5 separate regions of the Mus musculus genome follow, and regions 2, 3, 4 and 5 are each linked to region 1. The links are chromatin contacts, called in public HiCAR-type, HiChIP or PLAC-seq and promoter capture Hi-C maps. All regions are on one chromosome and are shown on one strand. The core of a region is the stretch at or near the end of the contact, and the rest is flanking DNA. Distances in the headings are between cores, read along the strand shown.

Region 1 (2,613 bases), core at 81-2,580:
GTATACAAAACCACTCTTATAAATACTGATAAAGAGAATGTTCATTCTTATTAAACTCATCTTTCAAAGTTACATTTCAGCTATACATGACTTTAAGCAGAAAACCAAGAATTTTTTTAACATTTTGAAGTAAAAGTAATAAAATTTAAAGGAAATTGATAAAAAAGTCATAAATTTTAACTTTTTTATAAACATGAAATTACCACCTTTAAGACTGACTTAAACCTATCATCAGATCTCATAAGTTTAAAAATTATCTTTATAGATGGAATGATATGTTTTAAATGTGCGCACAACTTTTATGTGTGTGTTGCAGATCTGAACTCCATATCCTTATGCTTGCATGTCAGGAATTCTGTCCACTGGGCCATCTCCTCAGTCCTGTTTTGTTTTCTTGGTTTTGTTGTTTTGAAACACTATCTCTAGCACAGGCTGGCCTGAAACTTGTGCTCTCCCAGCCTCAGACTCCTGTGTGCTGGGATTACAGGCACCACCATCATGCTATGCCTTCCATTATTTTTCTTTCTTTTCATTTTTGTTTTGTTTCGACAGTGCGTCACTCAATACCCTCGCTGTCCTGGAACTTAGCCTCGGACTCACAGAGATCCGTCCCTTCTGCCTCAACTCATTCCCCAAATATAAGCAGTTCCTTAGACCCTCTCCGTGTCCGTGGGAGGTCAAAGGTCGGCCTTTGCTCTATTTTATTCTAACTTGAACAAACTAGGTGCAGCTGAATCTAAGGTCAACAAGGCAAAATCTGGTCAGCTGGGTTTACAACGCCTAGCAACCGTTGCCATGACAATTGAACTCCCTTAAACTCACTGGCCTAGCATTACAAAAACTAGTAGCTTTAGGTTTAGTGAGCATTTCTGTTTTTGTTTGTTTGTTTGGTTGGTTTGGTTTTTAAAGAAAACATCAGCCAGGCGTGGTGACACACATCTTTAATCCCAGTACTCTGGAGGCAGAGGCAGGCGGATCTCTGGATTAGAGGCCAAACTACAGAGCTCTCTGAATCCCAGAAGGCTCCGGGCTGTCTGTCTCCCATCCCTTCAGTCCTGCTGTATCCCAAAATGCACTGGGGCTCGCGTGCTCAAACAACCGTGTCTAGGGTGCTTATAAAACTGCCTAAATTTCCATGTTGCTTTAAAGCTTGTCTATAGATTTTGGTAACTAAGAAAAGAACTGAAAGAACTACCACAATTGTTGAGCTTTAGAGAATTTGGTTGTAAATAACGAGGTCGCCAAAAGCACAACTTTCTCTGGATTTGTACAGGCATATTTTCAGACAGCCCTCAGCTGGCGGCGTGGGGTCCTTCAGGGCCCTAGGCAGGGCACGTGCGGGAGGAAGTAGCTCTGGTGTTCTGGCTGCCTTGAATTTCTCAACGTGGAGCTATGGGAGGTCTGGAGAAGAAGAAGGTGAGTGAGTTCCAGCGGAGGTCGGAGCTCCGGCTTTATCACTTTCCCTGGCCTCTGGGGACCGAGAAGTCTTGAGACGGCCGCCGGAGCGAACCTTCTGCACGTAGGCCCCTGGAAGCCGGGAAGAACTGTGACGGGCTTTCTGTGGAAGGAGTTGTGGAGACAGGCGGAGCCGCCAAAAGAGTGATCAGTGACCAACGGGACGTAGAATTCATTATCAAGACTTGGGACTTTCTTAATTGAGCCAGGCCCGGTCCTAGGTACTGGGAATTGAGAAGTAAGCAGTCAGATGCGGCCCCGCTTTCCCAGTGTCAACTTCAGATAAAGTGGCTAAGGGTTTTTAAGTGCGCTCCTGAGAAAGGGAGGGAGGGAGGAGCAGTAGAGTGGAGAGTATCAACAGGCGCTTAATCCGATTAGTGTTGTCTTGTAGGTCCTCTTCTGACGTAGCATTTTAGTGGAAATCAGTACTTAAAGAACACTTTAGTCTGGGGCATGAAAATGTTGGGAAGTGTGGATGGTCCCCAACCTTCCCCTAAGAGAATTCTCGGCACTCAGAGAAAGGAGAGACTAATATCAGCGTGCAGCTGTAGCTTCCAGCCGTCTCTTAGCCGTCTCTGTGTTTGATGGTTTATATGGGGTTAGGCGTTGTCACAATCTTATATTTTAGGATGACCCTTTTGTTCCTTTACAGGCTCTGGTTATGATAGTTTTATCTTTAGCAGATGGAACTTGCTATCCGTGTGATATTGGTGGTGCTCAATTCTCAAGGGAGAAAATGACCTTTTTTTTTTTTTTCTTTAGAAAAGGGGAAAGGGTGAGCAGGTTAAAAGCAGAAGTCAGTGCAGTTTTAGCTCTGTTGTCTCAGATTAGAGACAGTTTCTTCTTCCTATGCAACCTTGTTTCCCAAGTTTAAGCTTCTTAATCATAATTAATGTGAAAGCTTGCTGTTTTTCTTTTTTCATTCAGAAGTGCTTAGCAGAGAAAACAGAAGTGAATTCCACGGCCAGTAGGAAAGAGAGGCAGGTGGTGTGCAGGGTTTTGGACAGACAGTAGCATGGCTGTGAGATGTAAATAAGTGAGGTGCTGTCTAGGTGAGGCTGGGGCCGTATCATGTGAGGCTGGAACTTATTCTGAGTGGAGAAGACAAAGAAAGTAAGTGACTTGATCTGAGTTATTCTTGCTTCTGTAAGGAGACTG
Region 2 (2,613 bases), core at 71-2,570, 980 kb after region 1:
ACGCTGGGTCCAGACGGGGCTTGCTCCATTTCAGATGGGAGATCAGTCTGAATCTGGGGTCTAACAGTGTGTGGGGCACAGGGGTTGGCCCCGGTGTTTAATTACAGACATAAAAAATGTGGAGGGTGGTTTCCTTTTTCTAAAGGAAAATCCAGAGTTGGGGCGCCCCAAGGGAGGGTCTGGGTAAAACCGCTACTTTGTCAGGTGGCATGCACCTCGCAGCGGGTCTAGCTACTTCTGAGAGGAGTCCTCTCGGGCTGCTCACTGCTCCGCCAGGAGGGGGCGACCCCTTCCCACCCCGCGCTCCCGCGCACCTCGGAACCACTCCTCGGACTGCAGCGTGCTCTGCACCGCGTGGCCTTCGAGCTGCGCGCGGATCTCCCGCAGCGCCGACGTCACGTCGCACTTGAGGGCGTCGCGAGCCTCGGCCTGAGCCTGCGCCTGCGCGGCCCCGCAGCCCTGGATCTGACCGAGCAGCTCGCCCACCTCCTCCTGGTGGTGGCGCCGCAGGTAGCCGCACTCCTCCTGCAGCGCCTGCGCCTTCTTCTGCAGCTCCACGCGCGCCGCTTCCGCCTCCTGCGCGAAGCGCGCCAGGGCGCGCGCCGCCGCCTCCGCCTCCTCACGCTGCCGGGCCTCCTCGTCCAGCCGCTGGCGGACGTGAGCGATGTCCTCCAGCAGGTGCTCCTGCTCCAGGCGCAGCTGCCCGCGCGCCGCCCCGAGGCGCAGCACGGCGCCGCGCATCTCGCGCACCTCGCGCTCGTACAGCTCGCCCATGGCGGCGCGGCCGGCTTGCTGCTGCCGCAGCGCCGCCGCCTCGCCCTCCAGGCTGCGGTTGTGCGCCTCGAGCTGCCTCACCTTGTCGATGTAGCCCGCGAAGCGGTCGTTCAGAGCCTGCAGCTGCTCCTTCTCGCTGCGCGCCGCCACCGCCGCCACCACGCAGCCCTCTGGGCCGTTGCTTAGGGTGTCTAGCGAGTCGGTGCTCGAGGCGGCGCCGCGGAAGCGGCTGGGTGAGGCGGACACGGAGCTCACGGACGTCCGCGCCCACGAGTGGAAGCCGCTGGAGGAGCCGGCCGCGGAGCGCGTGCCGCCCGGGCCTGCCTTGCGGCTCAGCGAGTAGTGCAGGCTGCCGCCTCCGTGCAGCGGCGCGAACGGGGCGCCCAGCAGCGCATCGGCGCTGCCGAAGCTCATCATGGCCGGAGCAGGTGCGGCCGCCAGCGGAGCGGGAGTGCGGGGCTGGGACGGGGCAGGCAGCACTGCGGCAGCTCTGGGACTCCGGCTCTTTTATATCCGCGGTGGCCCGGTCCGGCCCCTCGGCAGTGGGGGGCTGGGGAGGAGGGCCCCACCCTCTCCACCTCCTCCCCCGCGGCCCCGGGCCGACCGGCTTCTCCGCAGTGAGAGGGGCGGGGCTGGGGGGGACGACCCAGGAGTGAAGGGGAATCGACGCATCGTCAGTAGAGCCTCCCGAGGTCAGACCAAGGAGTAAAGGACTTCCGGAGCGGACAAGTGCAGACCTCCAGGTGCATGTCGGAAGACCCTATTAGTCAGAATAAGACCCTCAGAATAAGAGAGGGCACTGGAAATAGGGAGAGGATTGCAGAACTGATGGGTCAGGGCGCCTTCGGGTTGAAGCAGTGGGAGACTGCAGTGATTACTATGAGAGGACACCCCCACTTGAGAAGCAGCACAGGGTTGGTTCCCTGATAGTTAGAGAGGACCTTGAGATGAGGAGTGCAGACTGCAGTCACCCACGAAGGGATTCTGTATGGGGTTGCATGATGGATGCTACTGATGATAAATGGGGACCTTCTAGCTGGCGGTGCAGTGTTCCCCAGATACTACAGCGGCCCTGGGCCACCCAAAGGGGCTTAAGGAACTGTACAGCTGGCTTCGGGGTTGGGGTTGGGGTGGGCGTGGAGTTTGAAAGGACCGCAAAGCTACCCTGAGAAGGAGAACACTGCAGACGGAGAAAGGGAGCGCTGGGTGAGAGGAACGTGGTGCTCTCTAAAAATTCCAGTGGCCACGACTGGAAAGTGGAGTCTCCTCTTGCCCGGAAAGGAAAACTGCCTACGAAGAACAGGGGGTCCCTCAGTAGGCAGCAAGAGCCTCAACACCGAAGCCAAGTTCTGCCACAGGGTGGGGTTAGCTTCTGTGCTTCGCTAGCTGAATGACCTTGTACAAATTGTGTTCTCCTATGTTTGGTTTTCCCTTGTGTGCAAGAGACAAGATGCAGCTCCAAGCTCCCATGTGCCCCTAGGAGGTTCGAACTTGGGAAATGTCTGGCTGATTTTGGGGAGGAGAACCCACATATTGCCAGTCGGAATAGTAACCAGTTCCTCTCACCTGAGAACTTTGTCTTTCTCCCTTCCTTGCCCGATTTTTCTGCTTTATCTTGGCATCTCATTCCTTTTCCAGAATAGATGAACCAGTACTGCCGTAAGCATCCCCTTTCATGCTCCGAGGAAGTGGTGGAGTGGTTTTTCAGTACCAAAGTCCACCGACCTCCATCATGAGCCCTACTGAGGCTTCAGGTGAAAGGGCGGGGACGGCGGAGGGGCTTAGACTTGGAGCTCTTGCTTTATTATACGGCTCGTTCTTGGTTTGGTTTTCCGGTCA
Region 3 (2,613 bases), core at 32-2,531, 840 kb after region 1:
AAATCCATTTTCTAAGGATTGCAAATGCTTTTTTCTTTTAAACAATTAATGTTGGTGGTGGGCAAGAGACAAAACCACAGAAATGCATTAGTCTAACCTCAAAGAAACAGATGTCAAACACAAACTAATAAAACTTTTAATTATTTAATACTTACTAATTTGTGTGTGTTGTGTGAATGCATGCTTATGCCACAGCACACATGTGAAGATCATAGGACCATGTGCCGTACAGTAAGAACAAGAGTTCTCTCCTTTCACCGTGTGAATTCCATGACCTGAACTCAGCATGTCAGGCCTGGCAGCAATTGCCTATCTACTACTCCATCTCACTGGCCCTCATGACACACGAGAAACAACCTTCTGCATTCTTTTTTATTCTTATTTTTTTAAAGATTTGTTCTTATTTTGATGGTTTTTAGTTACGTATTTCTGTGTCTGTGCACATAAGTGCAAGTGCCCTCAGAATCCACAGGCCTCAGATCCCCTGGAGCTGGAATGTCAGGCAATTGTGAGCCTCCCAAACCACGAGCTGGGACTTGAACTCAGGTCCTGCTACAAGTAAAATATCTTTTAGGCCCTTGCTTATTGTGGTAGTACATTTCAGTGTGCCCTGGTTTTTTTGTTTGTTTGTTTGTTTTTTGTTTTGTTTTTAAAGTTTTTTTTAAGATGTTTATTTATTGTTATACATAAGTACACTGTAGCTGTCTTCAGACACCAGAAGAGGGCGTCAGATCTCATTACCGGTGGTTGTGAGCCACCATGTGGTTCCTGAACTCAGGACCTTTGGAAGAGCAGTCAGTGTTCTTAGCTACTGAGCCATCTCACCAGCCTTTTGGGTTTTTTTTGAGACAGGGTTTCTCTGTGTAGCCCTGGCTGTCCTGGAACTCACTCTGTAGACCAGGCTGGCCTTGAACTCAGAAATCTGCCTGCCTCTGCCTCCCAAGTGCTGGGATTAAAGGCGTGCACCACCACACCCGGCTTATGCCCTGATTTTTAATGCAAAAAAAAAAAAAAAAAAAAAAAATCCACAAAAACCTGCATTTAGGAAACAAATTAAGTAGAAAGCTATCCTAGAATACTGAAATCATGCTTAATTCAATTTACTCAACGTTAACATAAAGGCTGTCTGTAGGACCCCAAAAGGGGGAAGCAAAGAGTTTGTGGGATAGTCCAGGGGATGGCTGCAGCTGACCTTCAATGGCTACTCCTCTGTAGCCAAGCTTCCTGGCACCCGCCACCCAGCAGTGAGGAAAAGCCCGGTACTTGGCATGTGCTCCTCTGGAGGAAGCCATGAATACCGCAGCCAGCAGCCAAATCCCCCAACGAGCGAGAAACACGCTCTAGGGCCAGACCTGAACAGAACACAAATGCCTTTCTCTGCAGAGGCATGGTTCCCGGAGGCCTGCAGACCATTAATGGTCTGAATAGAAAACTAATTAGCCTCACAGTGAGAACAAGAGTTCCACCCAAACAAATTAGGAATCTCTAAGAGCAGTGGGCCCCGGGGAAAGACATTATTTCCAGGTGCTCCTTGGATTTCCCAAGAGGCCGGAATAATCAAACATTACATGGCCAGCATTCCAACAGGTCTCTGCTAAGAAGAGAACCGGGCCTGAGTCCCTCAGGGTACCAATGACACTTAATTTGATCTATTTCTGATCTAATTCGAAGCCCCAAATGAAACCAGGCTCTCGACCTTGTCTTCCCGTTTCTTCTTTACTACTGAACCATAAAGACTCTAAGCACCCTGGGATGAGGAAGTGACCCATCTGCCTGTGTGGCCTCGACTCAGTCTTTCTGAGAGCCAGGGAACTGGGGAAGGAGTCAACGCACCCGGATTGTAAAGTAGTTCACACCATACATCTCCAGGTCCTGAGCTATCTTCAAATACTCCATTTCAGCTTCATCCCTGTGAGGAGAATAGAAGACACCATTATTAGGGCTAAGTGACAAGGATGAAGGACAGACTCTTGCCAAGTCAAATATTCTGAGCATGCCTCTGGTGAGATAGAAGGGACCTGCAGAAGATGAGACAGACCAGACACAGCAACACTTTTCTCAACCCAGAGATTCCCATCCCCGTGAAAATAAGAAAACAGATTCATTACACTGACTCTTGGCTTCAATTTCACACTCTGGCCTTGGTAAATAGTGACATCTGTCTCAAGTGATTTAAAAAAAAGAACGTGGGGGCTGGGAGTGTAGCTCAGCAGCAAAGCACTCACTCCGCATGCGCAAAGCTCTAGGTTCCATCCCCGGCATTGGCAGAAAGAAAAAACAAAGCCACAGTGCATTCATTCTTTCCGACCTCAAATGCACGAAGTCACTGCCTGTCTCTGTGTACTTCCTTAACCTAGAGCTTCAGTAATGAAGGGGCCTCTCTAGAAGCTGACAACACCCACTTTCCTGGTTTTATCTCTTGGGTTACTGCTGAAGATTAAGGCAAGAACTATCTGAGCCATAAAACCCAGGCCAGTAGGTGAATGCTTCTGTGTTGTAAGTCGAGCTTAAAGCAAGCTCTGGATGCAGCAGTGACTTGCAGAAAACTCCCTGAGAGGTAAAAGTACTGAAGTATTTAACTCAAGCTTCCCTGTGACCTTGTTCTTGTCCTCT
Region 4 (2,613 bases), core at 83-2,582, 740 kb after region 1:
CCTACAATCCCAACACTCAGGTGGCAGAGGCAGGAGGGTGAGTCTAAGGCCAAGCCTTGTCTACCATCTAGCTCCGGGACAGCAATAGCTACACAGAGAAACCCTGTCTCGAGAAAAAGAAACCAGTCGATGAACATGCTGGCCATCAGTAACATACCTTCCCCAATACTCTCACAACCTTTGACATAAAACATGCACAGAGTGTGGGACAGTTAAGTCAAAGAGGGCTCGCCATTTCCTACTTTATATTCATCCCCACATTTTCCCAGGATGCTATCTTTCAGTGGTATCATTAAGTATGAACGGTAGCACCTCATCTGTATCCCAGGATCTTTGATCCACTATGACCTTTATTCAATACCACGGTTAAGTGCTTTAAGTCCAGTATTGCCAGTTAGGGCTTGAGGTTTCATAGTCTTCACGTTTAATCCAAAGAGCCTACGTGGGCGGCCTTCGGAACTGAAACATCAATTTTAAAAGGTCAGCCACATGGTCTAAGGAGACCTACTTTTAACGACTGCCTTGCTGAAATCTGCCCTTGAAACTAGCAAGGACGGCAGGGGTCGGAGTTCCAACTCACCACCGACTTAATGGAGTGGTTCAGACCCGTAAGTCCTCTGATGTCTCAGGAGTCAGGAGTTAGCTTTCGCAAATGAATATGTGGAACTGTGTGACAGGACATACCAATTAGGCCTCGCACCATGTCAAGAGAAATAGATGTATTAACGGGCACAGTTCACCCCAGACCTGGTAAGACTTGATTGAGTTCCGTCCTACCTCCCTCCCAGTCACCCTTCAGGCGGGCCCAAGGTCAGGATGGCCCAGGCCCTCACCCCCTCGTTGATGTGCTCGTAGATCGCGTCTGCGCCCTGATCGAAGGCTCGCTCGAAGAACAGGGCGCCCACTGCGATGGTGAGGGCAAAGGTGGAAGTTCTGCGGAACAGCAAGGAGTACAGGCGCGAAGGGATCGTCGGCGACGACATGTTGCCTCACTGCCGAACTCGCGCCACTGCGCTTGCGTAGAACCCAATGTCTTGCTCCAAAAGTTTCAACGCGCCCTGCTTTATGGGAATTGTAGTTTCTCTGTATCTCAGAGTCGACATTTTGAACCATTAAAGAAACTGATAATGTGCACAGGGTAACAGTTTATTACAATGTTCATATTCCACACAACCAAAATTTGATAAGACTTATTTCTCAGTTTTTCTCCTCAACCATTTCCTGCGTTTGGCTATTTTGAACTACAAGTCCCGAAAGCCCCTTAGCTTACCCATCTTCCCCAGTGCTGTCTCGCCTTCGTATTCCGCCTTCTCGGTACCTTAGGAAGGACTACAAATCCCAGCGAGCAGAGCGCAACGCGAGGACTCAAGAGGAGGAGCCCGGAACCAGGTATCTTTGGTGAGACATCCGCGTCCAAGTTTTAGGCTCTTTTCCCAATCAGAAGAGTAGGCATTTCATTCTAAGTCCGCGCTATCCGCTTTTTCTGGCATGGGGAGTGAATACAGAGGCAGGGAACCTGAGTTTCTGTGGCTGCATCTCGACTCTCTGCCTAACGTCCTTTGAACCTACTCCAGATGTAGGTTTGGGGGTGGCAAAAGTCGGGTCCTGCAGTTCTAACTCTTAAGCCACGTCTCAGGGGGGAAAGTGGCTTTGCACTTGCTTCCTGTTCTCCAGAGCGTAGGCTTTAAAGCCAAGAACCCCGGCTTCGGAGATGGGTGACCTGGTTGTAAAAGGCACCGTACTTTTCTGAGTATCCCCTCGGGGTCTTGAGATGATCCCCAGTAAAAGAAAGGTTCCCAGCTCTCCTGGAGCGCTCTGGCCGTGGTGCGTGGGCGATGGGGAAGCCCAGCACTTCTGGAAACTAATACTTTGTAAAAGAGAAAACCCAAATGCTTGGACGGATTGCTTGCTCTTTAAACCTGAGTAGCCGCTTAATGGAGGACTGAATATATTGTAGCAGGGTAAACAGGATAATGTTTCTAGAGGCAACTGCACTGCTGGGGTGCTTGAGAAAGTGTAGAGTGGCCTCTAATGAGTAGGTGGCCTGAAGTCATCTCTAGTCTGGCCTTGAATCCCGTCCTGGGTAAGGAGTCATTCTTTTCCTAATTGCACTAGGGAGTCACTGAATGGGTTTAAGCTGGAATGCTTTGAGGTCTATTTACATTTTAATGTTATCGTTCTGACTTCTTGCTAGAGCAAAAACTGAAGAGAAGAAATTGCAGAGGTAGGTAATTTAGAGTAGAGAGGTTTAGAATAATGGTCAGATTTGAGATGCATTTTGGTAGGTAGGATAGACAGAGCAAGCTAGCAGAAGTGTGCAAGAAAGGTAGAATTAAGAGGTGGGCTCGGTTGTGGGTGCCTTTAGTCTCAGCACTCCAGATGCAGGTGGGTCTCAGAGTTCAAGACCAGCCTGGTTTACAAATTCCAGGACAACCAGGGCTACACAAAGAAACCCTGTCCTGAAAAACCAAACCAAACCAAGAAACAAAAATAGGAATTAACATCTAGAGATAAATTAAGATTTGACTACAGAGACTAAATGGTTTGTGTTTGTTTGTATGGAGAAAAGGTTTTACACTTGCTCTGGCTTGCCTGGAACCAGCTACATAAATC
Region 5 (2,613 bases), core at 64-2,563, 630 kb after region 1:
GGCAATCACTCTAACCTTCTAGAAGCTTCCAAATTTAGTTTAATAACATATTGCATAGTGTTTACCCACAACGGTGTCATTCTGTAAACTCTTCTACTCAGTCAAGCATGGAAAAGAAGTCTTTCACTGGCCATCAACGCATGTTATTTGGTTTCCAAGTAAAAAACACAGAAACATTGCAGAATCTCAAAGAAGGCCTCCTTCACATCCCCACAAACAAGATCATTTTGATACAGAACCATCTACCATTCAATCGTAACTTCTGACGGCTCACTGTTCACAAGAGGAACGAGGCTGAGCCTCCACTACAAGAACACATGCACTTTTAATACAAAAAAAAAAAAAAAAAAGACCCTAAATGTCAAAAAGCCAAGTGGATGTCAAGATAGTAAGAAGAATAAAAACGTAAACTTCATTCTGACAATGACTGAACATTAATATCTAACAGAAACCTGTGTGTAAAACTCACAAGTGAGATGATCTGACTCCTGGTGGCCTAACAGAGTGTGCAAACTCTACTTCCAATTTTTGAAATAAGTTTTCTGGCCCCAACAATACCATCTTGGGTCATGAAATGCAATACATCCAGTACAATTTCAACCCAAGAAATAATACTGATCTTTTGCAGAGCTACTTGAGCAGTGTTCCCCGAGCTCCTCCAACCACCCCTGGACCTTCGTTCCCCTTCAAGCACTACCAGGTCAGGAGGATGCCCTGCTGCAGTTAGGCTGAGGCCCGCACAGCTCGCCCGTGGTTTCCAACAGCACGACCTCCGGCCTCTCGCCACTAAGGACTCCCACGGTCTCGACCAGGGCCTCGGGCCACACGCTCACCTCCCGGAGGCCCGGGAGCGTTTTCCAGGGCGCCCCAGCCGCAGCTCCCAACACTCCGAGTGTTACCCACCGCCAGGTTCAGGATGGCCGCCGAGCTCGGCGACCCCGCCTCCCCCGACTCGCCCGACCGGGCCTCGGTGCTCCATTCTGAGAGCTTGCCCCGGGAGGCCGCGGCCAACCCAGCCCTCGGCCCGCCGCCGCCTCCCCGGCCGGTGACAGCCGCCGCACTCGGCCCAGGTCCGCCCCTCCTCCAGCACCTCCTCGCCACCAGAGCCGGAGGGTGGGCTTCTTACCAGGCGGCAGGACATGGCGAGGCCCGCCACCGCAGGGCCTCCTCCGCCACCCCAGGAGGCTGCCAGCCAGGGTCGGCGGGGGCCAGCGCCTGGGCCGCTGGAGCGTCTCCGCCGGCTGCTCCGCCGCCGCCGCCGCCGCTGCCGCCGCCGCCTTCTCACAACCACAACAACATGGCGGCAGCGGCCACACAGAGCGCGCTCCCGAGACCGATCGGAGCTGAGAGCGGGGGCGCGCGCGCACGCTCCGGCGCGCTGTCCGCTGTGGGATGGGGGGCGGGGGGGAAGACTGGCCGTCACGGGATGGGCGAGGGCGGGGCCTGGCTCGTTGGTCACGCCCCAGGATGTGGGCGGGGCTGCAAGTCACCAGACTGTGGCTGCAGAGAAGCGTCAGGAGGAAGAAAAGAAAAATGAGAAGTGAATAAATAAACCGTTACGAATTAAGAAAAAGAAAAACAAGGTTTAGAAAGATTTTTCAGGCTTCTTTTCCAACTTAATGGACCAAGACAGCACTTCAGCTTACTCTACTTTCTATTAAAACTAAGAACAGTAGTGATATTATATCCCCAGCAAGTATAGTCAATATAAAACTAACTTAATACCGTGCATGTAAATATAGTGTGCTATAAGTTATGCCCAGAATACAAGTTCAAACTGCCTCAACGCCAGCTCCTAATAAAAAAAACCTCAGTGCTCAAAGAAAAGCAAGGGGGAAAAGAATCCCTACTTTGACTGGCCTCCAGAAGAGCCCCATAGTCTAACACTGTAATACCTTATTTTAGGTCAGCAGTCCTCGGGGTCTCAAATATCCTGAACCTCAGATATTTACATTATGATTCATGGTAGTAGAAAATTACAGTTATAAATTAGCGAGGAAAGTAAGTTGGGAGTCAGCATACGTGAGGAACTATATTAAAGTCACAGCGTTTAAAGGTTGAGATCTACTGGCTTAGGTCCTAACAAATCCTCAAAGATATTTCACTTCCTTAGATGAATTTTAACATGACCTTGATTTTTTATCAGAAGACAAGTAAATGAAATTTATCCCTGTATTTGTTAAATTGTTTATCTCCCCCCCCCCATTATTTGTTTCTTTGTATTCAACATTATTGCCTCTCTGCCCCCACTGGAGTTTAAGAATAATTAGAAAAAAAGGATGCTGTCTTATTTGTCATTATGTCTCCAGAACCTAAAATTGCACAACACAATAGCCAGACAAATCTCCTAATTATGGAAGAGCAAGTGTTTATATTTATCTAGTTGAATCTTCATAAATGGTCAGGCCTATCTTTATTTTACAAACAAAAAAAAAGTAAAACCCAGAATAAGTTGAATTTAACTTAAACTTCAAACCCAGGCCCAGATAACAACACAAACTGTCCTATTACTCTCTGGGCTACCCACCACATCACAGAATCTCAAGGAAGGTCAAGGAAGGCACTACATCACAGATCAGTTAGCAAAGACTTCCCACCGCCCTCCAAGGACCT

Evidence for each region. Promoter capture Hi-C pulls out the DNA fragments that hold promoters and counts their contacts. HiCAR-type assays count read pairs that join an accessible place to other places. HiChIP or PLAC-seq counts read pairs in DNA pulled down with a chosen protein or histone mark.
Region 2: a HiCAR-type map of astrocytes shows a contact between it and region 1, with 4 times the contacts expected there. The contact joins the promoter of Nefh here to the promoter of Pes1 in region 1. A contact is called at or near these places in 2 of 39 promoter capture datasets (hippocampal neurons and liver) and 1 of 115 datasets of contacts at active chromatin or transcription factors (astrocytes).
Region 3: a contact with region 1 is called in an H3K27ac HiChIP or PLAC-seq map of embryonic stem cells, with 13 times the contacts expected there. The contact joins the enhancer-like site here to the promoter of Pes1 in region 1. A contact is called at or near these places in 4 of 39 promoter capture datasets (the 3T3-L1 cell line, hippocampal neurons and liver) and 2 of 115 datasets of contacts at active chromatin or transcription factors (both in embryonic stem cells).
Region 4: a promoter capture Hi-C map of liver shows a contact between it and region 1, with 2.9 times the contacts expected there. The contact joins the promoter of Zmat5 here to the promoter of Pes1 in region 1. A contact is called at or near these places in 4 of 39 promoter capture datasets (the 3T3-L1 cell line, liver and pre-B cells) and 1 of 9 other capture datasets (macrophages).
Region 5: a promoter capture Hi-C map of pre-B cells shows a contact between it and region 1, with 1.9 times the contacts expected there. The contact joins the promoter of Mtmr3 here to the promoter of Pes1 in region 1. A contact is called at or near these places in 6 of 39 promoter capture datasets (the 3T3-L1 cell line, the HPC-7 cell line, hippocampal neurons and 2 more) and 1 of 115 datasets of contacts at active chromatin or transcription factors (extraembryonic endoderm stem cells).

What each region holds. Positions count from the first base shown.
Region 1 is chr11:3,962,645-3,965,257 of GRCm38.p6, forward strand. It overlaps Pes1 (pescadillo ribosomal biogenesis factor 1), which reads left to right and starts at 1,331. Exons shown (of 15, transcript NM_022889.3): 1 at 1,331-1,416. The coding sequence starts at 1,393.
Region 2 is chr11:4,946,744-4,949,356 of GRCm38.p6, forward strand. It overlaps Nefh (neurofilament, heavy polypeptide), which reads right to left and starts at 1,321. Exons shown (of 4, transcript NM_010904.3): 1 at 315-1,321. The coding sequence starts at 1,191. It also overlaps a transcript of Ap1b1 not described here.
Region 3 is chr11:4,801,845-4,804,457 of GRCm38.p6, forward strand. It overlaps Nf2 (neurofibromin 2), which reads right to left. Exons shown (of 17, transcript NM_001252250.1): 7 at 1,834-1,909. Among named protein-coding and RNA genes, the nearest start is that of Nf2, 46 kb to the right of the region's middle. Within about 2 kb of position 1,282, at least 95 of the 459 cell types and tissues checked have an H3K27ac peak or open chromatin away from gene starts, as enhancers often do. A contact at or near this core is called in embryonic stem cells and hippocampal neurons, where this site is marked.
Region 4 is chr11:4,703,324-4,705,936 of GRCm38.p6, forward strand. It overlaps Zmat5 (zinc finger, matrin type 5), which reads left to right and starts at 1,333. Exons shown (of 6, transcript NM_026015.3): 1 at 1,333-1,398. It overlaps Uqcr10 (ubiquinol-cytochrome c reductase, complex III subunit X), which reads right to left and starts at 1,021. Exons shown (of 2, transcript NM_197979.3): 1 at 834-1,021. The coding sequence starts at 983.
Region 5 is chr11:4,593,477-4,596,089 of GRCm38.p6, forward strand. It overlaps Mtmr3 (myotubularin related protein 3), which reads right to left and starts at 1,314. Exons shown (of 19, transcript NM_001373897.1): 1 at 1,127-1,314.